Regions from separate parts of the Macaca mulatta genome. Here region 2 is linked to region 1. A link is a contact called in public Hi-C data. All regions are on one chromosome and are shown on one strand. Each heading gives the region's core, a stretch centred on a gene start, on an enhancer-like site or on the middle of the called end of the contact. The rest is flanking DNA. Distances are from core to core; before and after follow the strand shown. Region 1 holds the start of CTDSP2 (CTD small phosphatase 2). Region 2 has its middle 45 kb from the start of ATP23.

The links. Hi-C and Micro-C count contacts between places; a contact is called where the count stands out from the background.
Region 2: a Hi-C map of fetal cortical plate shows a contact between it and region 1, with 2.2 times the contacts expected there. The contact joins the enhancer-like site here to the promoter of CTDSP2 in region 1. A contact is called at or near these places in 6 of 14 Hi-C or Micro-C datasets (CD4 T cells, blood, cortical neurons and 3 more).

The regions. Positions count from the first base shown.
Region 1 is chr11:65,024,019-65,029,879 of T2T-MMU8v2.0, forward strand. CTDSP2 (CTD small phosphatase 2) reads right to left here and starts at 2,797. Exons shown (of 8, transcript NM_001266058.1): 1 at 2,269-2,797. The coding sequence starts at 2,332.
Region 2 is chr11:65,075,627-65,081,487 of T2T-MMU8v2.0, forward strand. No RefSeq gene overlaps it. Among named protein-coding and RNA genes, the nearest start is that of ATP23, 45 kb to the right of the region's middle. Within about 2 kb of position 2,160, at least 16 of the 40 cell types and tissues checked have an H3K27ac peak or open chromatin away from gene starts, as enhancers often do. A contact at or near this core is called in fetal cortical plate, where this site is marked.

The DNA.
Region 1 (5,861 bases), core at 1,547-4,046:
CAGCTACTCGGGAGGCTGAGGCAGGAGAATTGCTCGAATCTGGGAGGCGGAGGCTGCAGTGAGCTGAGATCACGCCACTGCACTCTAGCTTGGGCAACAGAGTGAGGCTCCGTCTCAATTAAAAAATAAAAATAAAAAATTACATGGGGAGGGACAGACTCAGTGGCTGCTAGCTTAAACCACACACACAAAAAAAGGGAAACATTAACTCCAAGAAAATCCAACACCAGCAACTTAACACTGCCAAGCCAGTTGCTTTGCTTTCTGCTGTTATCTATTCTGTGGCCTGCCATTCACCCTGGTGGATGAAACTTCCAGCTCTGATTTCTACGATGCCCCGGCGCAGTCCACCTATCCCTTACTCCTTGCGTGGTCTCACGATGCCCAAGGCACACTCCAGGGCACAGGGCTCCTCCCCCTATTCATCACCACTGCCCCCTCTTGAATCCCCCCACATCTGGATTTCTTCCCCTCTGGCTAGCTCTTAGGGCCTTTTCCTGAGATGAGTTTGGGAAGGGAGTGGGAAGAGTCAGGAGTGAGCTATGAACACACGCAGCCTCCCTCCCTTTTTCAGCCGTCAGCACAGTTGAGCAGCCAGCAGAGGCGGTGAAGTTGCCGCCTGGGTCACAGTCTGGTTAGTGATGCAGCCAGGAGAGCAGAAATCATGGCAACACCGAGGTCAGGGAGGCTGGAGCCTTCTGGGGGGTTGGGATCTGAGTAGGCCAGGCTCATCCCTCCTCAGGGCAGGCTTATTTAAAGTCCGGCCAGTGATGCAAGAGGAACACACTGCCCCCTCCCCCACCCCTAACCCCCTCCCAGCTCCTCTCGTTCCACTGGGAAATTTGGGAGAGGCTGACACCACCAACTCAGCGTCTTTGCTCCTAGGGAAGTTGGGGGAGCTCCTTGGAACGTGAACCCCAGGAATTAGTGACCTGCTGACTAATGTTGCCAAACGGGTAGACGTGGGGCACACAAGGCCCCGAAGCTGGCCGCCCACCAGGCTCTAGGCCTCAGTGTTCAACTGCAGCACCGGCCCCTCGCGCTCTGTGGAGGAGGGGCGGGAGCGCTACGGATTCCGCCCCAGGAGCCAGCTCCCGCCCCAGCCTCCGGGGCCAGGTGGCCCGGGTCCGGCGGCTCTCCAGAGAAACGCCACACTCGTCCTTACACCCCGCGGAAATTCTGCCGCTATTTTGGACACATTCCTCAAGGCCAGAAGAACGTGGCGGAGGGGGAAAAGAGTTTCGAGTCCCCCACTGTGACCAAACTAAGAGGTTCCACCCTCGCTCCCCAGCTTTCTCCCGCCCCGGGAGAGGCCTCGGCCGCCGCCTCACCCCGGCGAGGGCCTGCGGGCCCCCTTGCGCCCCCACCTGACACTCTGGAAGGCGGGGGCCGCCAGCCCCTGCCCACAGAGAACTCGCACTTTTTCGCTGCGCGATTCAGAACCACGCCGGGTCTGATGCCATCCGGCGAATTATGTAACCAGGGACACCGCTCCCGAGCTAAACAAACGCGGCTCTGTGTGTGCAGCGGCGGCCCCGGGGGAGCGCACCGGGCAGGGAGGGGCTCTGGCCGGGCCTCGGAGTCGGGCTTGTTTGCTCAGCGAAACTAGCCAGAGGCAGCCGGGAGGGAGCCCGGCGCCGCCAATGTCCCGGGGCCCGCGCTGAGCCGGGGACCCGCCACGTCTGGTCTGCCAGGGCCCGGGCCCCTCCCCCACCGCGACCGCCCCCGCCTCCAAGTGGTGAACTTGGTCCCAAGTCCCGCCGGACGCCGTCACCGCCAGCTAGCTGCCGGAGCGACCTCGGGCTTGGGGGGCCTGGAAGTACTGGATTCCAGTCCCGGCTGCGTTCCATCTGGGGGTCCCTCCGTCACCTTCCTAACCCCTCCCCGCGATCCCAGGGCAGCCGCGCGCGGCTGTGAGGGAAAGTGACGACCCTATCCCCCAACTCCGAGGGGACGGACGCGGAGTGGCCCAGTGCTTCGAGAGCGATCCCTCCGTCTCTCAATCCCGAGGGGAGGGGTTGCGGGAAAGGGTGACAGCTGCGCCGAAGACGCCCCTTCCCCTAGGGCGCCGGGATCCCGGGTCCCGTGCAGCCCCCACGGAGGTCTGAGTGCCAGCCGGGATGCGGGGGCGGATGGACCGAAGGGGTCCAGTCGGGATCACTGGCTCTGAGCCCGGGAGGTCAAGGGCCGAGACCTGGGGTTCGGGGCTGTGCTAGCCCCCTCCTCGCCCGGGGGCGACGCAAAGTTTTGGGAAGTTGCTGCCCCTACCTTGCTTGGTGAGCACCAGGGCGTCTTCCCTCCGCGCCTGGGTGATGATGGAGCCGTGTTCCATCTAACAATCCCGCGGGCCCGGGCTGGCTGGGCGGGAGGACGGGCGGGCGCGCGGGCTGGGCTGGGCTGGGGGGCCTGGGCGGGGGCCCGCTCCAGCTCCCGAGATTCCGACTTCCACAGCTGTTCACATCCCCCCTCTCGTTTCCTCCCCGGGCCGGGAAGGTAGGCGGCCTGTACAGAGGGCGGGCGGCCCGGGCAACGGCTCCCCCGGGTGCCCCCGGCCCCGATCCCCCGGCGGCAGCTCCGGGCTCCTCAGTTTGGGTCCAACATGGAGAATCCGGAGCGAAAACAAGAGGAGGAAATGGGACACGGGGCGGTTTCCAGGCTCCCCCCTCCCCTCCGTACTCCAGATAAACAACCCGCGGCTGCAGCGCCCACCCCCGCGCCTCCCGGATCTCGACTCGGCCTCTTCACGGCCCACTGGAGCTTCCCGCTCCGGGGCTGCGTCCTAGGCCCCGGGACCCTCCACCTGTGAGCGACCGGGGCTTCGGACAGTCCGGAGCTTTGCTATTTTGTTACGGAAAAAGCGAATCCTCAAGGGGGGTGGGGTGGCGGGCGGGCGGGCTGGCGGGCGGGCTGGCGGGGGAGACTTGAAACCGCTCCGGTGCTCCGATTGGCTCTCTTGGAGAAAAGGGGCGTGGCCCCTCCTTACTATGCGGTGAGAGGACCTAACAACATTCCAGGCGCCACGGCCACGCCCCCGGGCCACTCCTCCATCGCCAGACTGCGGCCTCCCAGTCTCCTCGGCCACACCCCCTTCCCAACTATTTAAAAGGCCACTCCAAAGCTCACGTTTCTGTCCTCAGTGGTGGGGTGTTCTTGTCTCGGTGGCTGCACTCGGGGAAAGTGGAATGGTTCTGCCCTTCAGGGGTGACCAGGACAAGCCGCTGAGCCTAACCGGACTCCGGCAGGGGATGGGGCGGATCGGAAGTTACCTTACCCCTTGCTTGGCCCTCGAATCAAGGACCTACCAAGTTACATAAAAGTACAACCGTCGAGGCCGGGCGCGGTGGCTTACGCCTGTAATCCCAGCATTTTGGAAGGCCGTGGTGGGTGGATCACGAGATCAGGAGTTCAAGACCAGTCTGGTCAAGATGGTGAAACTCCGTCTCTACTAAAAATACTTAAAAAAAAAAAAAAAAAAAAAAAAGCCGGGCGTGGTGGCGGTCACCTGTAATCCCAGCTACTTGGGAGGCTGAGGCAGAGAATTGCTTGAACCCGGGAGGCGGAGATTGCAGTTAGCCGAGATCGTGCCACTGCACTCCAGCGTAGACGACAGAGCGAGCCTCCGTCTCAAAAAAAAAAAAAAAAAAAAAAAAAAGTACAACCTTCGAATCCCGAAAGGGGTGTATGCGTGTGGGCGGACCTAGGACTCCAGAGTACAAGAGCTGCAACTGACCTCAGGACTGTGTCACCCCCAACACTGAAAATGAGACCTGAGGTGCTGGGCTTTCCTCACAGCCAACGACTTACTCCAATTTAAGCAGCCCCGACTCCTCCCCTCCACCCTACCTTCCTCATCCTACCCCTCTCTCTGCCCCCACCGTCCCAGCTTCCTTTAGATGAATGGAGGTCTCTCAGGGAGGAGCTTCAGCTTTGTGGACTCAGACTGCCCTCCCCACTTGCTCTTTAGGCCTCAGGACATGCTCCGCTGGCTATGGCTCCTGGAGTCTCTGCTCAAGGTTGTAGGTGCTTTTGCTCCCCAGAGGCAGTAGCTCCAGAAAGGTTGGTTTCAGGTCAAAATCAGGTCTTTTCCAGTGATCTACATCTGTCCACAGGTGACACAGGCTGCCTTGGGACAATGGTAGCTGTTCGAGTCAAGGCCAGCAAGAGTGGTGCAGAGTGAGATTGCACTGGGTGACTTCTGAGCTAAATCCAACCCTAATATTCTGTGATTCAATGGCACTCACCCTGCCAGGGAAGGGGCTTCCTTCCTGCTGCAGTTCCCATTGCCCAACATGCATCAGGTCTTACCCATGGTTAGAGGACAACTAGGTCACAGCTAAACTTGCCAGGTACTATCAGACACCTGCTCCCTATGGTCCCTTCCTCATGAGGACAGGTGAGGTCATGATCTGCATATGCCTGTGTGCCATACAGTGATCATGTGTGCCTGTTTCTTTCTGCTGTTCCTACGCACGTATACAAAACCTTTTTATATAACACCATTTTAATGGAAATGCTGTTTTTCCAAAATGAAAGTGGCTGTTACAGATCTGAATGATGCTTATGTAACTTTAAACACTGAATTTGGGTAGATCTTAATTCATTAACAGAAAGGGAAACGGAGGAGTTCTGACATACCCACCTCCCATCATTAAAACAATAGGATCTTTAAGGTAAATCTTCAACAGTCAGGTTGCTAGGGGGGCCTTTTAGACCCTGCCCCTGCTGTCTTTTAAGGTAGAATAGTTACAGTGGGAGCAATGCAAGCAGGAGCTGAGGACTGAAGATTGAGGGGGGCCTGCTACCCAGAGCACTGTAGGGCAGGACACTTCATTATGCTTCCATTTCCTCATCCATAGAGACAATACCTCCCCTTTTGTAATTTACAAAGTGCTTTCACGTACTAATCTGTCTCATTTGATCTGTCACTTCTTTGAGGTTGATAGAGCAGATACTGTGCCCATTTTTATAGATGCCTGTTTTGTAAATGAGGAATCAGGGTCTGGGAAGGTTAATTGACTCACCTGAGACCTCACGGCTTGTTAAGGAGACAGGATGTCTTTGGACTTTAAGACTAGAACCCAGGCCGGGCGCGGTGGCTCAAGCCTGTAATCCCAGCACTTTGGGAGGCCGAGACTGGCGGATCACGAGGTCAGGAGATCGAGACCATCCTGGCTAACACGGTGAAACCCCGTCTCTACTAAAAAATACAAAAAAACTAGCTGGGCGAGGTGGCGGGCGCCTGTAGTCCCAGCTACGGGGGAGGCTGAGGCAGGAGAATGGCGTAAACCTGGGAGGCGGAGCTGACAGTGAGCTGAGATCCAGCCACTGCACTCCAGCCCGGGCAACAGAGCAAGACTTCGTCTCAAAAAAAAAAAAAAAAAAGACTAGAACCCTTGACATTTTAACATAGTTCCCTTCTTATCCATAGGATGGAGGAGACACTAGAACCTATCGCTCTCTTTTCCTGCTGAGAGCTCCAACTACATCACCTCTTCCTGGAAGCCCTCCCAGATGCCCGCCCTCATGTCAGGGTTTCATAGCCTCGTACATACTCTCTCAGACCACTTGGCATCATATCTTGCAACTGTATGCTTATTGGCTTCCCAACCAGAAGGTGGATTGAGACTAGGGGATGTCTTTACTGGGTTTCTTGTGCCTAGCAGAGTGCCTAGCGCAGAACAGGTGACCTGTACATGTTGAGATGAAGTCTCACTCTGTTGCCTAGGCTGGAGTGAAGTGGTGTGATCTTGGCTCACTGCAACCTCTGCCCCCTGGCTTCAAGCGATTCTCCTGCCTCAGCCTCATGAGTAGCTGGGATTATAGGCACCCGCCACCACGCCCAGCTAATTTTTGTATTTTTA
Region 2 (5,861 bases), core at 910-3,409, 51 kb after region 1:
GCCCAGGAGGCTGCCAACTTTGATCTCATTTTCTGGACAGGCCTTTAGGTTACCTCTTCTATCCACCACCCAATCACCAGAGAGTTAGTGCTTTCTGACAGAAGCAGCTCTTGGCAGAACACACGAGACATAAGTAGCTGGGGCTGGGGGCAACACCTGCTAGGGGTGGGCTGGGAAGGAGACAGACATATGCTGGTGCAGGAGAGAAAAGCCTATCATAGCCTCCTGTCCTGGGAGGCAGAGTGAAGGACTGCGCAGCAGGGTTCGGGGAGGGACCATCTCTGTCTTATTTATGTGGTAGCCCTGGTGCCTAACTCAGTGCCAGGCACACCCTAAATAACAAAATCACTAAATAACGGAATGAGTGAAGTTAGCATATGCCTGAACACACAGAGTGCCATCCTCTTGAATCCTTATGTTAACCTATATTTTTCTTCTCCAGGATTTATGGAATAATCAGGAATCTGCCTTCCATGAGCTTTCGCCTTTAGAAAGGTTTTCTCATTGCTGGTGTGACAGAGCGCACTGAGGCTCTGTTCCTTCAGTGATCTCAGCATAAAGACCCTCCATCTGACAGGGAAAGGGCGGGTGGGAGGAGGGCCAGGAGGACCCCCCCAGGGCCCAGCTGGCTGTGCAGGATGCAGAGGGTGGGCTGGGACAGAGGCTGAGGGCAGAGTTCAGGGTGAGAGGAGGCATTAGCAGCTTTGTTAATTGCATCATGTCTTTCCTCCAGGTGACAACCCTAGGCCTATGCCTCATCCCCAGCAGGTGACCAATGGAGGAAAATAAAACAGAACTTCAACATGCTCTCCGATGAGCTTGAACCCCTGGTACTGGTTGCTCTGAGAAGCCACAGGTTTCCTTCCTTGGACAATTTCAGAGCCCATCAATATGGTTTATGGAAAGGAAGTGGCAATGAGAGAGACCCTTGCTTCTCCTGGCAGCTCTTCTCCCTTGAGAAAGCTCCTCAACTTCTCCTGAGCTTGGTTTCAGAAGTGATTGTTCATCCTCTCCCATTGGGAGTTCTTCTGGGATGGGCTCTGTATATTCCTCCAGCAGCAGGGGGATGGATGAGATGACCTTTTCAGGTCACTCAGGAGATCCTCCAGTTTCTCAGGATGATCTAAGCATCTCCCTTTCCTTTAGAAGCTGTCAGAGCTAACTAAGCGTGGGTGTGGGCTCCTCAGCAGCTACACCACCTCCCCTCCAATATTTAAAAGATCTTTCCTGGTTCTTAGGGTCTTCTAATCACAGCTCTTTTTTTCTGAGCTCTGCCTGAAAGGCCACATCCGTTTTTTCCCTGAAAGCTGGCTAGGTCCTCTGGGCTAAACACGACCGCCCCTCAGCTCTAGAAATGGCTGATTTTCATTATGCCCTTTGCCAACCAGATTATTTCTTAAATTGCTCTCCCCCCTGCTGGGTGTTCTGGGACACAGACGCCAGTGTGTGGGGTCCCCGGCTTTCCTTTCTCCCTGAGCAGCTGAAGGAGAGCCTCAGTTTCTCCACCGCACACCCTGGCTTGAGGGCAACAGCCCACCCAGTCGGGGGAGTGGGCCTCGTGCGCCCTCGGAGGCCCAGGTCCGCGGGGCCCCATCGAGGACCCCCTGAACTGCATCCCGCCGCGAGGCAACGTGGGGACCAAACTGCCGCGCCCCAGAGCCCGCCGCCGCCTGTCCCCGAGTCCGACGTCCACAAGGAAGAGCTGCGGGAGTGCAGGCCCGGGGAGGAGGCTTTGTGAACCGAGGCTCGGCGCGCCCCCCTCCCGCGCCCCTCATAGGCAGCCGGGCCCAGCCCGCCGCCCGGGCCCCTCTGGGAAGGGCTTGGAGGCGACGCGGGGAGGGGGTCGGGGGAGGAGGGAGCGTTCCTGCAAATCACATGATTTTCCCGCTTATATAAATCACAGCTTGTTTTTCTCAACCGGCTGCAGACTTAAAGGTGCAGTGTCTTCTTTCTCTCCCAAGGGCAGAGGTTCCCCAGAGTGCTTTTGACGACCCCTGAGCTGGGCTGGAGTGGTTTCACCAAGGAGGGGTCAGGGTTCAGGGTTCAGGAATCCCCCCACCCATCCCCCATCCCCGGGATGTTTCCTTTTAGCTGGGGACCAGGGAGGGGCATGGAAATCCGATCGCCAAATCAGCAGGCAGAGCCGAGCTGGGGCGGCCTCCAGCGCCTCGCCTCGGTCAGCGATCACTCTGGAGACCAGCGATGCCCGTGGGGGACCCTGAGCTGAGGGGTTACAGTGAAATTGGTCTGTGGCAGATTTGCCGTGGCCAAGAGCAGACTTCTAACGGTGATGCTTACTGTTCTGACCAGCCCTGGTTATTTGTTTGAGACCAAGTTATGTGGGCAGAAAGACGAGCTCAACATATATATCCAGCACCTATTGTCTACCTATTAGCCACTGTAGGGAGAAACCAAGACCTTTAAGACAGTTGTCACCTTCAAGTGGTTTATAGGATTTAGGTGATGAGATATGTAGATACAGACATAGAGGCAGACCTGAGATACAGAGATTAAATAGCACTAGTCAGTTTCAATACCTGTTCCAGGCTAAACAGAAGAGCCTTACAAGGCTGTGCATAATTACTTGCCTGATCAACAGTACAGATAATGAGTCCTGCAGGCCTTGGGAGGAGGGCTCTGGAGGCCCTGACTGAGAGGTGGGCCAGAGGCAGGAGGGGGACAGGGAGCTGGGGGAGGAGGGACGGCATGTGTCAGGAGCGGAGAAAGGAGCATGATGTTGGAGTAATGCCTTTGCTAAACTGAGGAACTGGAGAGAGGGGGAGTAGGGGATGAGGGTGGGAAGCTGTGGGGGGTGGGGGGCCAGGTGCAGTTGGCCTTGAGTGCAGGGCTGAGTGTGGACTTGGTCTGGTGAAGGCAGTGGGCGAGCCTGCAGAGGTGGGAGGGCAGGTGAACGGTATGATGAAGGGGGTGTTTTCAAGGACCACAAGTCTGGCAGCAGTGTGCAGGATAAACTCCAAGCATTGACAGAGACCCGTTGGAGGCTTCTGCAAGGAACCAGGCTGACATAAGGTCACAGTGCTGGGGTGTTAAGAGAAAAGGTGAAAATGAACAGTGAGAAATAAGAGATTTTGAAGAAAGAATGGAGATAATTGAGTGATTGTGTATACAGAAAATGGGAGAAATCACCAGAAGTGATGTTGATTTTGAGCATGGGTGGCATGGAGAAGAGGGCAGCCCTTGTGGTGGGGCTGCGAGTGGCCAGGGGAGGAGCTCCTTTTGGAGATGGCGTTTGTGAAGACAGTAGGCTCTTAACTGGGAAATGTCCAGTGGGCTGGAAGTCAGAGGAAATAACTCAAGGGATGAAAGAGATCTTGCAGATCTTACAGGGAGATCACAGAAAGGGAGACAGAGAAGTAGGGCCAGGGGACACCCATGTTTAGGAGAAGGAGCCGCTGGCAAGGCTGTGGAAGGAATGTTCATACCCCAGGGACAGACCAACCTGGGCGCGAAGTGTCTCTGCCTGACCTTGGCCAAGTTGTTTATTCTGTCTGCACCTCAGTTTTCTCATCTATAAAATGGCACTAACAGCACTTGCCTTACTTTCTGTGATGATGACGTGAAATGTCTGAAGCATCTCACATACTGCACAGTGTCTGGCGCAGGGCAAGCACCAGCTGTTCTTCCTTTCCGCACTTCCCTTCCTGCCACACCCTCTATGTCCTTTCATGGCAGGCACCTGAACACAGTTTCTCTCCTTTCAAATTGTTGTTTCTCTTCTTACTCCTCCTCTGCTTCATCTCCTTCTTCTTTTTCTAGAAGAAACACACGGTCTTGTTTGCATGACTAATTATTTGAACTGGAAATACCCTCCATTACGAAGGAAGGAAATAATAAATTTTTTTCCTAAGGGCCTCTTAGCTGAAGCTGGCTATTACCTCACTGGATCCTTCCAGCAGCCCTGCAGGGTTTGGGAAGGCAGGTATTATCAGGCCTTTTTTCCCCCCTACAGCTGAAGAAATGGAAGAATGGTTGTAAAAAGTTTTATTATTCTGTTGAGAACCACATGTCTAATCAGTACTCTCTAGTTCAGAGCTTTCTAAACTTCTATTTGTAGCCCTTTATTTTTGGAAATAATTTTACTCAGTAGTCAAATAAAATAGATATAGGCAACCCAGTTCTGGTTTCAGTGCAGTGGGGAGGTTCTGAGTCACGACTGCTTGGCTGTGCTCCCACTCCCAGCCCCAGGCCAGGCTGAGAAGTGGGGCTTTCCTTGTGGGGTAACCCAGCACCCAGAGCCTCTCCCTCTACACTAAGCTTCATTCTTTTCCTTTTTAGCCACAAACTTCCTGACGGTGAAAGCCAGGCCCCAGCCCAAGAAGGCTTCACAGACCCCTAGGTGTGCCCTCTGTGTGAGCCAAGTGTTGACTCTGGCGATGATGCCAACAGCCTGGCTCTGCCCAGCTTTCAGCTGCACGAGCGTGAACCAGCTGAGCTTGGGGCAAGGCAGACGGCCAGGTGCACTGTCTCTGGTCAGGCAGGATGAACAGCAGCACCTGAAGTCATGGCGGCCGGGGAACCACCGTGGCTGGGGCATGCTAACCCACCCTGCTAATATACTTTGGGTCCTAATTTCCTTTTTGAATGAGTTTCTTAAAAAAAAAAACTTGTTAGGTGAAAAGACAGTTTGTGGTTTTTAGAATGGTGATTTGAGTAAGGCAAGTATTGGTAAAATGCTCTGCGGATAGTTATCACATACACTAATGCTTACATAAGATAAACTCCTGGCAATGGAATTGGATGAAAGTATATATACATTAAATTTAAAAATATACACTATTTAAGGCATATGAATAGACATAAAAAAAAAAAGCAGCTTAAAAAATGACACTGTCAACACAAGCAGAATGCTGCTTTATACAACCCTGATCTTGCCATCGCTTCCCTTCTACCTAGAGGACACCAGGATCTAGAATTTGGCGTTTATCATTCTTGTGCAATGCTTTGAATGTTTTTACATTTTACGTAAATTATATTTTACTGTATGTATTCTTCCGAAACTTGCATCTTTCATTGTTGTGATTCAGGGTGTTGTTCTGTTGCCCATGCTGGGTAGTGGTGTGAATATGGCTCATTATAACCTCTAACTCCTGGGCTCAAACTGCTACAACAGCCTCCTGAGTAGGTAGGACTACAGGCTTGCGCCACCATGCCTGGCTGATGAAAACAAGTTTTTTTTTTTTTTTTTTTTTTATACAGAGGCTCGCTCTGTTGCCCAGGCTGGAGTGCAGTGGCATGATCTCGGCTCACTACAACTTTTGCTGCCCAGGTTCAAGTGATTCTCCTGCCTCAGCCTCCTGAGTCGCTGGGATTACAGGCGCCTGCCACTGCACCTGGCTAATTTTTTGGTAGTTTTTAGTAGAGACGGGGTTTCATCATCTTGGCCAACCTGGTCTTGAACTCCTGACCTCGTGATCCACCCGCCTTGGCCTCCCAAAGTGCTGGGATTACAGGTGTGAGCCACTGTGCCTGGCGAAAACAAATTTTTTGTGGCGACTGAGTCTCATTATGTGGCGCAGGCTCTTCTTGAACTCTGGGCCTCAAGCAATCCTCCTGCCTCAGCCTCCCGGGTAGCTGGGATTACATAGGCATGCACCACTGTTCCTGGCTGAAACTCTCATTGTCTTTTCCTTAGTATTATATTTCTGAGATTCTTCCATGTTGCTACCTTTTTAAAGCAAATTTATTTTCACTGTATAACTTCAAATTGTATGAATATACTACAATTATGTATCCATTTTCTGGTTAATGAACATTAAAGTTGTACCAGTTTTTTTTTTTCTGTTACAAACAGTGCTTCTATGAACATTCTTGTATACATCATCTCTTGCTTGTACATGTGT